2 separate regions of the Mus musculus genome follow, and region 2 is linked to region 1. Evidence: chromatin contacts called from public promoter capture Hi-C data. All regions are on one chromosome and are shown on one strand. Each heading gives the region's core, a stretch centred on a gene start, on an enhancer-like site or on the middle of the called end of the contact. The rest is flanking DNA. Distances are from core to core; before and after follow the strand shown. Region 1 overlaps Sufu (SUFU negative regulator of hedgehog signaling). Region 2 overlaps Wbp1l (WW domain binding protein 1 like).

What was found. Capture Hi-C pulls out chosen DNA fragments and counts their contacts.
Region 2: a promoter capture Hi-C map of liver shows a contact between it and region 1. The contact joins two enhancer-like sites. A contact is called at or near these places in 2 of 115 datasets of contacts at active chromatin or transcription factors (effector CD8 T cells and pancreatic cancer cells) and 2 of 9 other capture datasets (adipose tissue and liver).

What each region holds. Positions count from the first base shown.
Region 1 is chr19:46,458,043-46,461,875 of GRCm38.p6, reverse strand. The region is part of intron 8 of Sufu (SUFU negative regulator of hedgehog signaling); the gene reads right to left. Among named protein-coding and RNA genes, the nearest start is that of Trim8, 42 kb to the left of the region's middle. Within about 2 kb of position 2,450, at least 73 of the 459 cell types and tissues checked have an H3K27ac peak or open chromatin away from gene starts, as enhancers often do. A contact at or near this core is called in liver, where this site is marked.
Region 2 is chr19:46,627,158-46,630,621 of GRCm38.p6, reverse strand. The region is part of intron 2 of Wbp1l (WW domain binding protein 1 like); the gene reads right to left. Among named protein-coding and RNA genes, the nearest start is that of Wbp1l, 30 kb to the right of the region's middle. Within about 2 kb of position 2,046, at least 37 of the 459 cell types and tissues checked have an H3K27ac peak or open chromatin away from gene starts, as enhancers often do. A contact at or near this core is called in liver, where this site is marked.

The DNA of each region.
Region 1 (3,833 bases), core at 1,201-3,700:
AAACACCACCAAAAATAGTTTGTCACATGTGTTTGTTTGTGTGTTTGTTTACATGGTCAGGTGTCTTGTCTGCAGGTCTGTCTGTGAGCCATGTGCATGCCTGGTGCCAGCAGAGACCAGAAGGTAGCACAGGTCCCCTAGAACTGGAGTTCCAGAGGGTTGTGAGCCGCTGTGGGAGGCTGGGAAACAAACCTAGGTTCTTCACTGAGACGTTTCTACAGTCCTCCGCATGTACTTATCTGTATGTATATTATATATGCATAAGTACACACATACCATAACATGTATGATGGTCAGAGGACAACTTGTAGGAGCCAATTCATCTCCTTGTGGATCTCAGGGGTCCAACTCAGGTGTCAGGCTCAGGAGCAAATGCCTCTGCCTACTGATCACCATCATCACCATCACCACCATCACCACCACCATCATCACCATCACCACCACCACCACCACCACCATCATCACCATCACCACCATCATCACCATCATCATCATCAGGTCTTTGTTTTTTCGAGACAAGGCTTGGCTGTCTTAGAACTTGCTCTGTAGGCTACCTAGAAATCAAAGATCTGCCTGTCTCTGCCTCCTGAGTGCTGGAATCAAAGTAGTGTGCTACCTCCTCCCGGCTCTTTATTGTTTCTTTGAGACAGGGCTTCTCTACGTAGCCCCATGACCTGTGTGTACACACTTATCATATATACCAGGCTAGCACTGAACTCAGAGATCTCTCTGCCGATGCCTCCTGAGTGATGGGATTAAAAGCATGTGCCACTACATCCTGCTTATTTATTTTAACAAACAGGGAGTCTGTCTGTCTATCCATCCAGTCTAGAACTTTAGACTGTTCTGCCTCAATACGCACCTGCTGAGACTCCAACTATGTGTCACCATGTTCTGCTCTGTCTCCATTTGCAAGTGTACACAGTGGAAAAGAGATGTGGCTCTTCAGGCAAAGGACCACGGTTCAAACACTGACTGGTGCTTATTCCTAGTGCCTTGATTCTGCAGGGGCCGATTTCATGGAGTTTGACAGTGTCTATGTAGCCCTGGTTGGCCTGAAACTCCCTATGTAGACCAGGCTTTCTTAAACTTGCAGCACTCTGCCTGCCTCTGCTCTCACGTTCTGGGATTAGAGGCTTGTACTACCATGCCCTGGCTTGACTCTATACTAATAGAATCGGGGCAACGGCACTCTACTGCGTGAAGTGGGGGGAAACAGCAATCCCCTGCCCCATAGGTGATATATAATACCTACTCAGCCTCAAGAACTCTCCAGCCTAGGGTCCTGCCTGTGTTCAGAGCACAGAGGGCAGGTATGTAGAATGGTTATACTTGATCTTTGCCAAAAGATCAAGGAGTGACTACCATGACAATTCAGAAGTGGACCTAATCCTCCTCTTTGTTGTTACCACCGTCTGTATAACACGATCTATATTTACCCTTCTCACTGTATAAGGTGACTTTCCACATAGCCTAGCACACCTTCCAGTGGAAAGACAAGCCTCCTGATTTGCAGTCCTAGGTGGTGTATGGCACATGCTCCAGTCACCCTGCCTTCACAGCAGACTGGCAGAACCTAATCTATAGTTCTCTCCCCTCTGGAAAGGTCTTACTTCTCCACACTCACTGAAGCAGCGCTCTCTGCCTCTATCCATGGCAACAGGGGTGGGAGGAAGAACCAAGCAGCTGAAATTCCTGCTAGCCACAGTCCTCATCCTGTGATACTCATGACGTCTACACTGGCCACATGACTTGAGACCTTCTCCTTGGGGACACCTGGAAGCAGGACACTGGGCTTGGTGACAAATCAGAAGTGAAGTACAGTGGCCTGGCAAAGCCCCAGTGCCACCTCTGGCTTTGGCTTTTTGCCTGGGAGATTATTCCCATTGCTTTCTGATTGCTGACAGAAGCTCTGAACTTTCCAGAGAAAGAGCCACTTGTAGGCCTCTCCTCAGGTCAGGCCTGGGAAAGGGTGTGAGGGAGAGGGAAGCACAGGGCCGTGTCTCACTGACAGTACTGATGAGGGGCAATGTTGCTTCACACAAACATCACACATGCACACACGTGCACCCACACGTACACACACACACACACACACACACACACACACACACATACACACACACCACACGAAGCTGAAAGGACAAAGGCAGGCGGAACAAGATCGTAACAGAGGTGCTGAGCTTCGGAAGATCCTCTGGCCACTCCATCTCACCTGGCTCCTCTGGCTTGGGGGTAAGGCCAGGACCCCTGTAGTCTCGGGTGAGAGCCCACTCTGCCCCAAGCTTTCCTTTCTCTGAGACACTGAGTCATTTCCTTTCTTCAGCTGTCACCTTTGAACCTTCCCTTTCCCTTCCCTGCAGAAATGACTCACTGCTGAAGTGTTGGGTGACACCGAAGATCAAGGATAGATGATAAAAATATTCCCGATTGTGCAACGTGGTGAAGGGGATGCAGTGTTTGCACCTAGACTCAAAGCGCCAGCCAGGAACCTTGAACGATGGCCACTGCTTGGTCTCTTTGCAGAAGTGGCGCAAAGACCAGAGTCAAAACATATGTTGAGCCACGTCAGCTTTGTCCTTTCAGACGTGGCTCTGAGCACGGCCATACAGACCTTTAGCACGACAGCTAGGTTCACAGTGAAGGAGCCAAAACAAAGCCCGTGTTCCAGGAGCAGTGGAGACGAGGCCCTGGCCTCTCCACTGTAGCCCTGAAGCAGGGTTCTCTCTGGGCTTTCCAGAGCAAGCGACTGTACTGTGCCAGTATCAGAACTGCGAGTGAAGCCACCGTGACAGAGAGGCTCCAGGCTGTCTGCTGCCCTAACACATAACCCCGACCGACAGCGGGGTCACATCCTAATCTGTCCTACGTACAAAGTGGCACCACAGCAACCAGCTGCCTTCCTAGGGGGAAACTCACCTCCTTCACCCAAACCCACTGGCAGAGTGGATGAAACCAGAGAGCTTCTTCTAATTACACTTCATGGACACCATAGGCTGAACAAAACAAACAGCTAAAGAACAACTCCCCGGCCGGCCGGCCAGGATGAGATGGGAGTGAGGGGCAGCAAAGTCACCCCATCCAAAGACGGGGGCAGAGGCCTGCACAGAGGTAAAGAGAGGAGCAGGTCTGTGTGTGTGGCTCTTACCTGCAACCCCACTATTCGGAAGGCCAAGGAAGGAGCACGGCCCTGAGTTTAGGCCAGCCTGTGCTATTGGCTACCTGTAAGTTCCCGACCAGTCTGGGCTACAGAGTAAGACTTCCATCTTAAACAGAAATAAATAAGTAAGAATAAATAAATAAATAATAAATAGAAAGAAGGAAGGGAGGGAGGGACGAGTGAGTGTGTGTGTGTGTTATGTGGAAATCTTACAGAGGTAATATCACAACAGGAGAATTCATTCTTCAGGAAATTAAGGGGTGGGGGGAGCATCCTGACACACTTCGGGTGCTATTTTAGACAAATAAGAGGCCTGGCTAAGCAGTGATACTAAGCTTGCTTGCTTTTGAAAGGCCTTCTGACTCCTCAAGAGCCTTCTCTCTAACGCACATGTACACACACATGATGCCTGCCCCTCTTTGGGAAGATGTAAGACCCAGAGTTGCTTATGGAACTCTCCTCTTCAGTGAGTCACTGGCTAAGTGAGGACAGGGACAGGATGCTAGAGGAGCAGCTTACAGAAACAGACCTTCCCCTGCACACACCTGACCACACAGGCTCGCCTGTCACCATGCCCATGGAGAGGCAGGAAAGCTAATATCAGCCTCTGGCTGACCAGGGACCTCAGACAGACAGGATGTCCCATGACTCCCACCCTGGATCCCAACAAGTG
Region 2 (3,464 bases), core at 797-3,296, 170 kb before region 1:
CAGAACAGCAACAGACTGCTGTCAGGAGCTTCTAGCCTAGGGTTTTGCATTTAGTCAGCCATGAGCCCATAGTCAGCCAATCGTGTTTAGACATGGGGGGGCAGGGGGGAGGGGCACCGCACACGCCAAACTGCCCCTAGTTTTAATGCACTGTTCTAGACAAAAATCACATAACTGTGTTCTGTGAAGTCTCATTCTCTGATTGGCTTACGGATTCTGTGCTCTGTGAACTCTCAAATGACAAGACTGAGGTCAGAATCACACATGCATCTACTCCAACAAAAACCCTTCAGAAAACCCTAGGCTGAGGACTAGGGAGCCATGAAGCCCTTGGAATAAGTCACTCTTGGTCTCTCATGCAGCAGCCTGCAGAGAACCTCCCAAGGTTAAAGCCTGGAGCTCTCATTTCCCAGATGGGTGAGAAATGAGCCCCCAGCTCCTCAGGTTTACAGTAATCCAGCACAAACTGAGCCAGGTTCCAAAATTCAGAGCCCCACTCAGAGGTGGGCACTCCTCGAGTGCCGGAGTCCGCCCCAGCTCATCCCAGCGCTTCCCTGCATTGTACTGCAGAGCCATACTCAGGGTGGGACGTCAGGAGTGTTTGTGGTTGTCGGGGAACCAGGATGTCCAAACCCTTGACTGAAAAACCACGCACTAAGTTAGGCACTGTCTGAAACCAAAATTGAGACCTTGCGACACAGTTCAGTGGAAGCCCCTGGAATCCTGTCTGTTGAGCAAAGGAGCCAAACAATAACTACAAAGCCGGGGAGGAACAGACAGAACACAGTACCAGTAAACCCCACACTGCTTCCAGGAAGAGAAGCCAGTGTCACACACCAGCCATCTGCAGAGCCAACATCCTTTTCTGGAGGCTGCCTCAGGCTGCACTCTAGAACTAAGTCACTGGACAGGATTTATTTTTTTAATTCTTGAATATGTTTTTATTCTTTACTTCTATTTGCGGCTTCACTGCTCAAAACTTCCTACAATGGACACAGAAAAGGCAAAGGCTACAGATTTTACTTTTGTGTATTTGTAAGTAGAATACACAATACATTTCAACATAGTGATACAGTAATCTACAAAGAAATGTATATCATAGAAGAGGACACTGATTAAAGAAATACAAAGATATGGCATTATTTCTTTTCCTTTTCCTTTCTTTTGAGTCAGAGTCTTATCACATAGCCTATGCTGGCCTTTAACTCACTACATAGCCAAGGCTAATAATTTCCAACTTCCAATTCTCCTTAGCCTTCTGTCTTTCTTGAGGTCCAGGGTTTGAACTCTGCCCAAATAAGCAGTGGCCATAGATGACACAGAAACTAAGGCAGGTTACCACTTAGGGTTGTTTCAACTCACAACCTGCAGATCAGCAGCTAACAGCAAGATGTGCTAGTAATGGAGAATTAAAAGACCAGTGGTACGGCGGTGGTGGCGCACGCACGCCTTTAATCCCAGCACTCAGGAGGCAGAGGCAGGCGGATTTCTGAGTTCGAGGCCAGCCTGGTCTACAAAGTGAGTGAGTGCCAGGACAGCCAGGGCTACACAGAGAAACCCTGTCTCGAAAAACCAAAAAAAAAACAAAAAACAAAAAACAAAAAAATCAAGGGCTCTCTCTCCATCACTGGAGGAAGCAACCATTGTCTTTGACTCTGTCCTAGAGAAAAGTCGCAGTCAACAGATAGGGTCCTTTTGCCACCAGGTCCTGGTCTTTCTTCCACCGTTCTCATCAGAGATGTCACAAAGAACAAGTCACAGCCCCTAAAAATGCAGCCTCTTCCTACAGAGTCTGCAGGGCTTCAAACCCTCACGAGGGTGGGCTTGGGAGAAAAGGCCTTCCTCACCTCCCACCGCAGGGCAGAGGAGGGGGGTGCTCCCCTGCCTGTCGCAAGATTTCTACAATCAGTCCAGATAAGGATTCTGGCTCTGGCTCCAACAATATAAACAAGTGTCACCTTGGTGGCTGCTGCGTTATACACAGCTAGTTCCCTTCCAAGCTGAATCTTGCTTAATTTGCCCTGATCCCGGTGGAGTGGAGGCTAAGCTCAAAAGGGTCAGGGTGACGAGGAGCCAGAGCCTGGTCCTCTGCCACAGAGCAGGCTACAGGACCCAGCACCAGGCCAGATTGCTAGGGAATGAGTCACGGCCATTACACTCACTGGTACGCTGGAGCGCAGACCTCTTCGATTCCATTCTCCTTTTGGCAATACGGAGGTAAGACCCCTCACATGTGGTGGTGGTCCTGAAGTAATGAATGCTATCCCCCAAGTAAAGGTTGGCTAATAGTGAGCAAACCCAAAGCCAGAGGCTGACGAGTTACCTCTTCCTTATCCCCAGTCGGAGCTCTCCCCCTGTAGCTGGCCTGGGGGGGGTGGGGGTCTCAGTGCTGTGTGGTTCTCAGGTCATTTGCTCTTTGCTTATGTTGCTGGGGACAAAACCCAGGCAAGTGTGTGGAGCAGCTGCTTTAAGCTCTAACCAGTGGGCGCTTCCCCGGCCACTTGCTTTCAGACCTGAGGAGAGACTGGTCCAGCACTCTGCCTGTCTGGTCTATACCAACAAGGGCATGCGGATACCAGTCACTCAAGGATGTGAACGGCAGCTGTGGACAACAATAGGCCTATGTTGTCCTGCCCCCAAAGAGGCTAAGGCCGGAGGATTAAGGGTTCAAGCCACTACAACAAAACCCCTTCCCCCTTCTCAATTTTAAAAAAGGTTACAGCTAGCTCCTCAGGAGACCAGGAGTCGGCCTCCTTATGCCTCTTGTCATGACCAAATTCAACATGGACAAAAGACTCCAAGAAGGTCAAAGACTTATTTTCAGTCCCACTGGAGACCACATATTTCTGGTGTTAGAAACCACCTCCACCTCCACCCCACTCCTGCAGCCATGACGTAGACAATTTGGGACACAGTAGGCCTCCCCCATAGAAGACAGAATTTTAATGTAAGTTATTGTCTCCAAGGGTCTAGCCTGTGTTCCACTGACTGGAACAACTGTGTAACAATTGGACTATCGCCTGTACAGGACCTCTTGTCAGCCTTGGAACTTCTGAGCCACCTGTCCCCTTTAATGTCATGTGAGGATGATCTGCACCTAGGGAGTCTCCATCATCCACACACTGATCCTAGCGGAGACTGCGGCCCTCCCGGGTCAGGGAGAGCATTGACCCGTCCTTGCATACTCAACATGCTTTGAACCTCTTTTGCACAATCCTCTCCAGGTACAGAATGCTGATCCTAAGAGTCTTCCAGTATTACCAACCCAACACCTCCTGACACAGTCAGAACTCGAACTCACTCCTTCTGCAGGCTGAGCCCCTGCTGCTGCTGTGTTGTTCTCTAAAAAAACCACCTCTACCTTCTCAGACTTCAAGCCAGACTTTCTCTTGGCCAGAAAACCACAACAGGACAGTGTGCCTAACTGTGTGCTCTGCCTAAAACCTGGGACACAGCAGCACAAC